Linked DNA regions of Mus musculus: region 1 is linked to region 2. Evidence: chromatin contacts called from public HiChIP or PLAC-seq data. All regions are on one chromosome and are shown on one strand. The core of a region is the stretch at or near the end of the contact, and the rest is flanking DNA. Distances in the headings are between cores, read along the strand shown.

Region 1 (5,015 bases), core at 679-3,178, 99 kb after region 2:
ATGGTGGCGCACACCTTTAGTTCCAGCACTCAGGAGGCAGAGACAGGTGGATTTCTGAGTTCAAGGCCAGCTGGTCTACAAAGTGAGTTCCAGGACAGCCAGGGCTACACAGAGAAACCCTGTCTTGGGAAAAAAAAAAAAGAAAAGAAAATTCCAGGATTTTTTTAAACATCTAAACAGAAGCTATTTCACTACTTTTCATTATTAGTAGAGTCTTTCTTTGACTTACTTTTAATATGCTTAGAATTTATTTTAATGTGAGTTTATTTTGTGCCCAATTAACATCCTGAAACTGCTTGTCGCTTTCTCTGTATTTATGCTCACACAGTTCATGCAAAAATTTTATAGACTGCCTCTCACATTTTTACTTGCCAGCTATACAATTATAATCTACAAATATAACAATATAAGTCTATATAAAAGAACTGCGTATGGTTCACCATGGAGCATACTCAATGGAAACTTCTATTTTTAGCTTATCTCTAACTGTATTTGCATTTTGCCTTGTAAATATCTTTATGGCTGTGTCCTATTGCTAATCACTACAGAATCCTTTCTTCTTTCTTCTCCTAGAGAGTCGGTTAGAATAAGGACAGTGAGAGTCCTTGCATCTAGACAGAGCAGAAATTGCTGGGGTACGTTAGGAAGTAGGTCAAGGGATACCAGAGCATTAATGGGAACAGTGGGAATCGCCAAGCAGTGTGTGTGTGTTGGGGGAACAGCAGTGTCTGGCCTCTGCTGCACATGGTATCCAGTCAGAAGCAGTAATTTTTGTGTCTTGACCGATAAGCCTGGGTCGTAAATTTGGTCCTGTTTAAAGTCATGATTCTTCTTGAGACCAGAAAGAACACCAGCACATGGGTGACATATTAATTCCTATGCTGCAGAGGCACACAGATTGAATTGTTGGCCCAGCTCACCTGTGTACCACTGGTAGTTTCTTATAGTGTGAGTGCCTTCTGGATGAACAGGGAATCCCCATCCATGATACCTAAGGCCTGCATCCCATTTTAAGGTTTTTAGACATCCAACACTCAGCAACCAGGCAACTGTTATCAATGTTAAAATCATTCTATCTGATACTCCTTTCCATCTGTCACTCCTAATCCCCTTTCCTGTGACTACTACCTCTGAAAGTCTGGAAATTTTAGTTGACTTTGTTTTGGCATGAACATGAGCAGAACTTCTTTGTCCTTTGACTTGTATTTGGTACACATGGGCTTCTTGCCCATTGAGTACTGTAGGTCACAAGCATTACAAAACCAGCGTGCTCTAAGAATTAGAACTGTACTACTTTATACTTTTAAATATATGTGCTTACGATAATTGAAAATGCACTGGGTGATGCATGTTGGCTTGGGTATAGCTCTTCATATAATCAACTTTTACACTCTCTGACTTAAATAGTTTCATAACAGAGGGTTTTCCCCCAGTAATGTATGGTTTCTGTTATGGCCAAGTGTGATCAACTATATGGTATTGTTTTAAAAGTCATATCACAATAGTGTATACGTTTGTGTGTGCATATGTGCACGGGTGTGTGTATGTGTGTGTTTGTGTGCACCAAAATGGTCCATAGACAAAATGCGTGATAGAAATGTATGGCTTGTAATTGCAATCATTTTATAAAACCTGATTAGATCCATATAGGCATACGTGCATGGGCATACAGGCACTTTCACTACAATAGACCATTTAGATCAGTGTTATAAATATTTGCTTTTAGAGTTCTCATTCAGAAATAACATAGTCTCACTTTATCTAGATAAATCTCAGCATCTGGAACTATAAAAACGACAGAGATTCCAAAATGTTGAATAAGTTGATTGCAAGTTTACTTTTTAATAGTATGTTGGGTTGCATGCAGCCCCAGCCTGTCTTGAAACAAGAAGTCACCATGCAGAAGATGTCCATAAATGGTTATGCATCTCTCAGTAAGGCATCTGTGTAAAGATTATGTGACTGTTAGTCATTGTGGCTGAAAGTTTCTCCTAAGATTACTATGGTCTCCAGCTGGTGATTGGTTTTTATATCTGCATTGCTGAGTGTACACTTGACTGACAAGAGCAAGGACATTTACTTCTGTTATTTTCTAGGACAGATGACCTGATGGGTGATTATGTTTTTCACCTTGCACATTTATGTGTTATTAGAATAATAAGGATAAAATTTCAATGTGGTTCTGTCCCGATGCCTTTAAATAGTATCTGCAGTCTCTAGCTAGTTTTATTTTATTTTTTTTCTTCTATTATAACCTAACCACACACAGAGAGCTTACAGAAATGCCAAATGGAAATTGAACTGTGTTTATTGCCATTGGCTTTAAAGGCTCCTCTGAGAGACTTGCCATTATATATAAAAAGAAGGATAAGGGCATTTCTACATAGATATGATTGTGTCTTTTTTATAAAAAAAAAAAACTCTCTAGAAAATAAATACTCTCGTATTTTATCAGTAAATATTTTTCTCTAAATAAAACTTCCTGGACAATAAAGGATTTGCAAAAATTTGGCTGTTTAAGTAGATATTAGTTATTTTTGTGCATTAATGATGTCGTGTGTGTGTGTGTGTGTGTGTGAGAGAGAGACAGACAGACAGACAGACAGACAGACAGAGACAGAGACAGACAGAGAGAGAGCATGAACATGTTTATTGGATTGCATCCCTGTTTCCATAGGATGCTGTTGAAGTCTCTGAAAGCCTTTTCTATGGCTGTAAGGAAGGAAAAGGAGTCCGGTTCCAATGCTTACTATGTACCTGAGATGATGCTCTGTGTTTTGTCCACATTTTCTCAGGCTCCATCCTGAGCTACACATAGCACAGTCCTATCCATATATACAGGTGTAAAAGCAAGATGCAGAGAGGCAGGGCATCTGCACAAGGCACAGGACTGTTGGCAGAACCACGAGTAGAGGCCAAAACTTCAAGCCCCACCACATGTGTTCAATTGAAAATGACATTTCCGTGAGGCTAGGATTTATAACTCCCTGATAGGTAGAACTTCTTGTCTGGCAAGATTTTTCTAAAACTTAGAGACCTCATTGTTACTCTAAATTTTGTTCTAACTGTTTTCCCCCATTGCTGGCATGCACAGTTATAAAAATAAATTAAGAGTAAACAGATACAGCTTCCTGGCTGCCTTCATGTCTGTGAGTGTGACACAGATCTCAGAAGGAAAAATAGCCTGCAAGAAGGCCTCTGTGATATTGCTTATTTACAGATTCTTTGCCCATGTATTTATAGTATCTAATTACAGCCACAATGCTTTCCTTTGGGGGCAAAGTTGCACACTTCTCTGACCACTACTTTAGAGGAAGCTGACATTGACTGACATTTCCAATGTGTCCTTGTGTACCCAAGCTCATAACTGTGACATTTGAGCTCAAAACTGTGTTGCCAGCACAATTATCACTGCATTTACCTTCAGTGGGATCCCTGGTAGGGATACTTCAGAGGCCTCTTTGTCAGCAAGGAGAACTTTGCAAACAGGCTGCCCTCTGCCTTGCAAACACACTTCCGAAAGGAGCTTCTCACTGAATTATTTTGCAGGGACACATTATTCTGACGATGAAGTAAACACATTCACTGTAGAAAAGCTGCAACTGCTAAAAGACTGAATTCATAAAACATCAATATAATGGCACCACACCATGTGCCTCCTGAAATATATGCAGGTTGCACATGATAGTATATATTATATATAAGTGTAAAATGACCAGGTCAGAGAGGCTGGACATTTCAAATTATTTTACTGCCGTATTTAAAATTTTTGTTTACAGTAGGTTATATTTCAGCAAACCCATATAAGCTAAAAATATTGTGTAAAAAAGGCCACTGAATATACTTAGCTAATGAACACCATACCTAAACATTCTTTTAATTGATAGTGGTCAAAACACAAAACCAACTTTCCAATACAACATTGAAGACTACCTGTAAGGCATTGAGCACTAGACAGAATGTGTAAAATCGACAAGACAAAACCAATAGCAAACATATAGGTATGCTTGTTAAAAGGTTGAAAACTCCTTAGCTGAACCATGGCAAGACAGGGACTATCTATCTGAGTATCCTACTGTTCCATACCATTTTGGTTACAATAGTGCCACATCCTGTAATGCCAGCACATTAAAGAGGCAGAGGCAGGAGGATCAAGAGATCTTTGATAGGGTTTGTTGAGGTGGCTCAATGATAAGAACATGTTCTACTTGTCCAGAGGATGAAGGTTCGATTCCCACCACCCACATGATGGCTCACAACCATCTGTACCTCTGGCCCTGGGGATCTGATGCCCTCTTCTGGCCTCTTCAGACCCCAGGCGCACGCATGGTATGCAGGCATCCATGTAGGTAAAACACTCATATGCATAAGAATGAGTTAAGAGCAGCTTTAGCAACATAGTAAAACAAAACAAAAGTTAGGAACATAACAAGCAGTTCCCATATCTTGTAGGATAAGCATCTTCTCTCACCATATGGGACCAAGTATGTCTCATGTTCTCACAGGATCATAGCAGTTTATCCAGAACAAAATGATTTGTCTAGCTCTTTCTCTCACATGGGCCATTTACTGTCTCCCCTCCTCTTCCCATTTTATTTTTTTTTATTTCGCCCCACACCCATTTTATTAAGTATCTTTGTAAAAAGAAATCTTAATCTTCCTATCTGGCTAAATACTTAGGCAAAATTTTAAGAAACACTGTTACTGAGTCAAAACCTTAAATGTCTATAAACTCGATGCATGCGATGTCGTACATTTTAATCCAACTAAGGAACGTATTTGCTGTAGAGAAATTTTGTAATGAATTATTTTTTAAAAGAAGTAATAGTTCATTTGTATTTTCATAAAAATTTCCTCTTCATGTTTTATGTATAGGAAAGTAAAGTCCCCAAAAGAGACAGAAATATACAAACTATCAAACCCCACTAAGCAGCAGAGAGCAGTGGCATCTTTACTGTTAACTCAGGAGAGAACCAGACTGGGTTTTCTATTTAAATGCCCTGAGAGTAGAGACA
Region 2 (4,745 bases), core at 596-3,095:
TTGTTATTTACAGAAAACTGTGTTTAAGAACTAACTACATACTTATAAAAAATTGCATTATCTATTATAAATTTAATTCTTTATTTTGAGATTTATTGCTTTTCTTTTTCTTTTTCAGGTAAGTCTGGATACTTTTTTTCCCCCTTGTGGATTGAAGGTATGGTGTTAATTTGCCCTGAATTTTATTTTCGTTTCTCTTGACACTTCACAAGAAAGTTCACTGTCGTTACTGTAGCTTAGAAGCAATGCTGTTGGTTTCCATTACTTGGTTTGGATGTTTGTAAGTCTCTGCAGTGTCTTGTGCTTGGGTGTATGTTTAAAGGGTTGTATAAACTGTCTGGCCAGGCTGTTGCTTCTGTGTATCTTTGACGGGGGTGGGGGGTGGAAGGGTGATGACCAGGATTCTAATGGAAATCAGATTTAAAGTTAGAAAGGGAAAATGCATTCCCTTCTTGAGAAACATTACGAAAAGCTTGAATAAACTATGCAGTGGTCATTTCAAACGTGATGGGGGAGGGGAATTTCAATAAAGGTACAAGGTACACGAAAGAGCCATGAGAAGACCTGCGATTTGAACCAGATAAGTTGAATAGCCAGTGACGTTCCCACACAGAGCTACCACCTTCTCTTGGTGCCCTCTACCCTTGATATACATAAAATACCAATCGCATAAGAATTGCCTCAAACACAAATTCAGATACACTCTGTATTTGTAATAAGTGGTATATTAGGGTACAGAAATACTGTGTGTATATCTAAACATAAAATAATGCTTTCTTTCTAAGTGTATAAAAATGGAGGTGTTGATCAGTTGTGTTCCGGCTAATCAATAATATATGGATGCTGCAGTTTGCATTTAGAGTGTCCCGAAAGGGCTATTGTAATAAAGACGTGTCTGATCTAGAGAGTAGCAGAGGAACCTTTAAAAGATACATCCCTGTCATACTTCTTTGGGTCACTGGGATGTACCCTTAAAAGGGGTGCTGGAACTTGAGGCCTTTTCTGCCAATGAGTGGTTTGGTTTGCCCACAGTCCCTCTGAAATATGCTGTCTCACCCAAAACAACAGGGCTAACTGGCGTGGTCAAGAATGCCCCCAAACTGTGTGTAACCTTTCTGGCTTGGCTGGTTGTCTCGGGTACAATCCTAAGGACAGGAAGCTGCTACCACAGTGAGTTAGCACAAGGATCTGAAAGTTTGTCTGGCTCTGGTCTTATTGGGTGAAGACCTTTGATCTTATTTTGTTCTTTCTGATATAATCGCAACAAAGTCATCAGGATCAGGTGTATATCATCTCAGTGAGCACATATTACAAGAATTATGACAGCTCGCGTTTCATTAAGGAAGTAAGTGCTTGGTCACCGAACCAAAAGCCAATTGCCTGACTTAGAACTATCTATTTTTACTAGGGTCTCGGGGGTTGATAGAAAGGAATGGCATTTTTTTTTTAATTTCTAAAATGTTAACAGTCTCTAACGTAATACTGAATTCTCTGGCCCAAGCAAGGGTCACCTGATGCAAATCCAGATAGTAAAAGATTTTGCACTGTCAGCCAGTAAGTCAATATTCAACTCTGTCCTGAAGAAAAAATGCAGTTGTCCACATATGACCCTTTAGAGGGCTGTGGCACATGTGCCAATAAGGCTTTGTTCATTAAAAATGAAGGCGGCAGGCGCGGCAAGATTTGCTCAGTGGTAGGTGGTATTGCAACTTGACTGTTCTTGTGAAACGAGGGATTTTTAAATTGCAGAATGAAAAGCAAGGTAGTCCCATCTGAACTCTGAGTTAACCTTCTCCGAAGTGTTTGTGAATTCAAACACTAGAGGGCACAAAAGGATATGTTTAAGTCAAGGACTTCTCTTCAACAGAACGTTACAATTAGGAAAACCTGCCTCAAGTAAAGCCTTGTGCCCCCATGGGCATGATTTTTCTGAAATGCTGACCTGCAGCTCTCTAGTCCTCACAGAGCACAAGAAACGGCAGCGGCTGACTTCTGGGTCTCTTTAATAACAACCTCCTGGCTGGCTTTCTTTCCTTCACTTTTATCGCTCTCAGCCTTTTATAAAATATGGTCCACATAACTACTCATGGTGGGATTTTTTTCATTTTCCTATCGTATAAGAAATCACTGTCTTGTTATTCTCAGTACTGACTAATTATCATGGAGTGAACTCCCTGTAACACACAGCAAGTTATGTCAAATGATCTTACATTTGCAAAATTTTTTAAAGTATGAATCATGCATACAAATGTAGTTTGCTACATTAATTTTTAAGCTAACTCAAGGTATTCTTCTTAGGAAAATAAATAAAAATCATTACATACCTCAGGCTCTAAAATTAAGCCTATTTTTTTATTATTATTTCTGCTTTAAAGGGTTTGAATTTTAGAGATCTTTTGAGACTTTAAAAATATAAGTGTTCAAAGATAACCATCCAAAATTAGTTGTACTATGGATGTCATGGAACATAAATATACCATATGAACTAATGTTTAGATAAATTTTGGTATTGTATCAAGGCATCAACTACTAATTTTATTTTCACATGTTAGATAATATGAGGAAATGCTTCTTGTAAAATAAGAAGTAGAATAGAATCTAAAATTAATCACAGACATTAAAAATCTCAATTAAATATTAAAATTAGATGCATAAACGCATCTGTTTACATACAAAAATGAAAATGAGCCAGATTTCCAATTTAGTTCTAGTAGGGATGATTTTCATTTCTCTTGTTCATCTCATTTTTCTGTAATTTCTAAACATGCTTTCATGAATATTCATCATTCACATTGGGCTAATGTGTGTTGTTCAAACAGGAGCCTGTTTTAGCATCGCAATGTCCGTGGTTTTGGACATGATGCTTAGGTCAGTGCTAGAGACAAGGATCAGGGTATGAGACTGCATTCTGCTTCAGAGACTATTGGAGTGGAATCTTGTAGCCAAGCAGATACATCATGAGAATCAACCTGCTAATCCCAGAGGGGGATGATTTGTCTCAGGTTCTACATTGTGGAAGAGTGACCATACACTGAGAAAGGAGAGTGGCCAGAGATTGGAGAGAGGAGACTGGGAAAGCAAGGCCAGCGAGAAGAGCATATAAAATTAATATCTAGTATACGTTGTCCCTGTGCTCTGTGGAGAGTACTAGAACGTGTCAAAGAGAGATAGTGCTTGCTTAGTTGTGTTCTTGACCTTCCTCTTCCTCTTCTTCCTCCTCCTCCTCTTCCTCCTCCTCCTCCCTCTTCCTCTCCCCCTCCTCCTTCCCCTCCTCCTTTCCTCCCCTCCTCTTTTCTTCCTCCCTCCCTCCTTCTCTCCCTCCCTCCTTTCCTCCTTCCCTCCCTCCTTCTCTCCCTCCCTCCCTTTCCCCATCTTCCTTTCTCTCTCATGCACAATCCCTCTCCCTAATTCTCTCCCTCCTCTCTCCCATTATACATCTCTTTCCCTTTAACACACACCCCATTCTTGTCTTTCCCTACATATGGACATATGTGCATAGAAGCTAAGGACAGGCAACAGGAGAGCCAAGATCTATGCTAAGTTGGACTTCTAGACCCAAAATTCTTAAGAATGTCCTGGCACACAGACAACAAGAAGTCTCAGAAATAACATCGCACAAAGCAAAATTTTAGGACACTTCAGTTCACTGTTTTTATAATTTTTTTAAGTAGAATGAATTATCTTCTCAGTATATAGAAACTTTTCACTTTTAAAACTCATTTTTAGAGCTGTAATATTTTAAAGCTTTTGAATATTTTAAAGATTGAGAAAACTGGACAACTTGATGGACTAGTCAAAAGCTGGAACAGAAACTAACTAGCTTTAGGCGTTTGAATGAGATGTTCCCCATAAATCCCTGGCATTTGAATACTTGGTCCCCAGTTGCAGGCACTGTTGGGAACATGTAGGAGTTGTGGCCTTTCTGGAGAAAGTATATCACTGGGAGTGGACTTTGACTTTTAAAAAAATCTGCATGTCATTCCCAGGTAGGTCTCTGTTTCTTCCTGGTGGTTCCAGATGTGAGCCCTAAGCTCTCAGCACCCCGCCCACACTGTACCTACCATGTTACAGAATGTATCATTCTCTGTAAGCCCCAAATAAACCCTTTCTTCAAGTTGTCTTGGTCCTGGTGTGTTGTCAAAACAATAGAGATGTCACTAATACGCTCACTAACTCCAACAAACAACTGGCGTGGGACCTAAAAATACAGAGCTACAGGCTAATAAGCCTTAGGTCTGTGGCAGCTAGGTGCTTGTTTAGACATTCCAAATGATGTACCGAATTGTCAGAAAGATCTTAGGTCAGGTACGGAGAATGGCACTAGATGGTTACTAGGAAGGCTGAAGGTAGCCCAAGATGATCTGACCCTGGACTTGTCCATTCCAAACCCCCTACAGTCGGTCATTGATGTTTTAATCCACTCATCAACCTTGCCGAAGGTTTAGTGAAGAACATAGCCTCTTTCCAGCAACTTTTGCTCACGTATCTCTAAGTTCTTAAATCCTATACATTTTTTTTACTCCCTTTTAAAAATTTAAATGAATTGACATAAATAAAATGACAGATTTAAATAGTCATTTGGACTTGTTTTTTAAAACAAACAGATAAACAATATGATAAGTGTGTGTCGATACCCTCAAGTGATAAATGCATGATCACATCTATGAATCAGTCTCAGCCAAGTTCAAGTACAAAGAGAGTTGTGAGAACCATAAGGATTTGCTACTGAGCACTGTGTAGGTGGA

What was found. HiChIP or PLAC-seq counts read pairs in DNA pulled down with a chosen protein or histone mark.
Region 1: an H3K27ac HiChIP or PLAC-seq map of embryonic fibroblasts shows a contact between it and region 2, with 14 read pairs. The contact joins two enhancer-like sites. A contact is called at or near these places in 2 of 15 datasets of contacts at CTCF or cohesin (the G1E-ER4 cell line and the NIH/3T3 cell line), 11 of 484 Hi-C or Micro-C datasets (DN3 thymocytes, bone marrow-derived macrophages, embryonic fibroblasts and 5 more) and 13 of 115 datasets of contacts at active chromatin or transcription factors (acute myeloid leukemia, bone marrow-derived macrophages, embryonic fibroblasts and 3 more).

What each region holds. Positions count from the first base shown.
Region 1 is chr13:109,713,568-109,718,582 of GRCm38.p6, forward strand. All of the region lies in intron 3 of Pde4d (phosphodiesterase 4D, cAMP specific), which reads left to right. Among named protein-coding and RNA genes, the nearest start is that of Mir1904, 190 kb to the right of the region's middle. Within about 2 kb of position 1,929, at least 19 of the 459 cell types and tissues checked have an H3K27ac peak or open chromatin away from gene starts, as enhancers often do. A contact at or near this core is called in embryonic fibroblasts, where this site is marked.
Region 2 is chr13:109,614,301-109,619,045 of GRCm38.p6, forward strand. The region is part of intron 3 of Pde4d (phosphodiesterase 4D, cAMP specific); the gene reads left to right. Among named protein-coding and RNA genes, the nearest start is that of Gm32703, 180 kb to the left of the region's middle. Within about 2 kb of position 1,846, at least 25 of the 459 cell types and tissues checked have an H3K27ac peak or open chromatin away from gene starts, as enhancers often do. A contact at or near this core is called in embryonic fibroblasts, where this site is marked.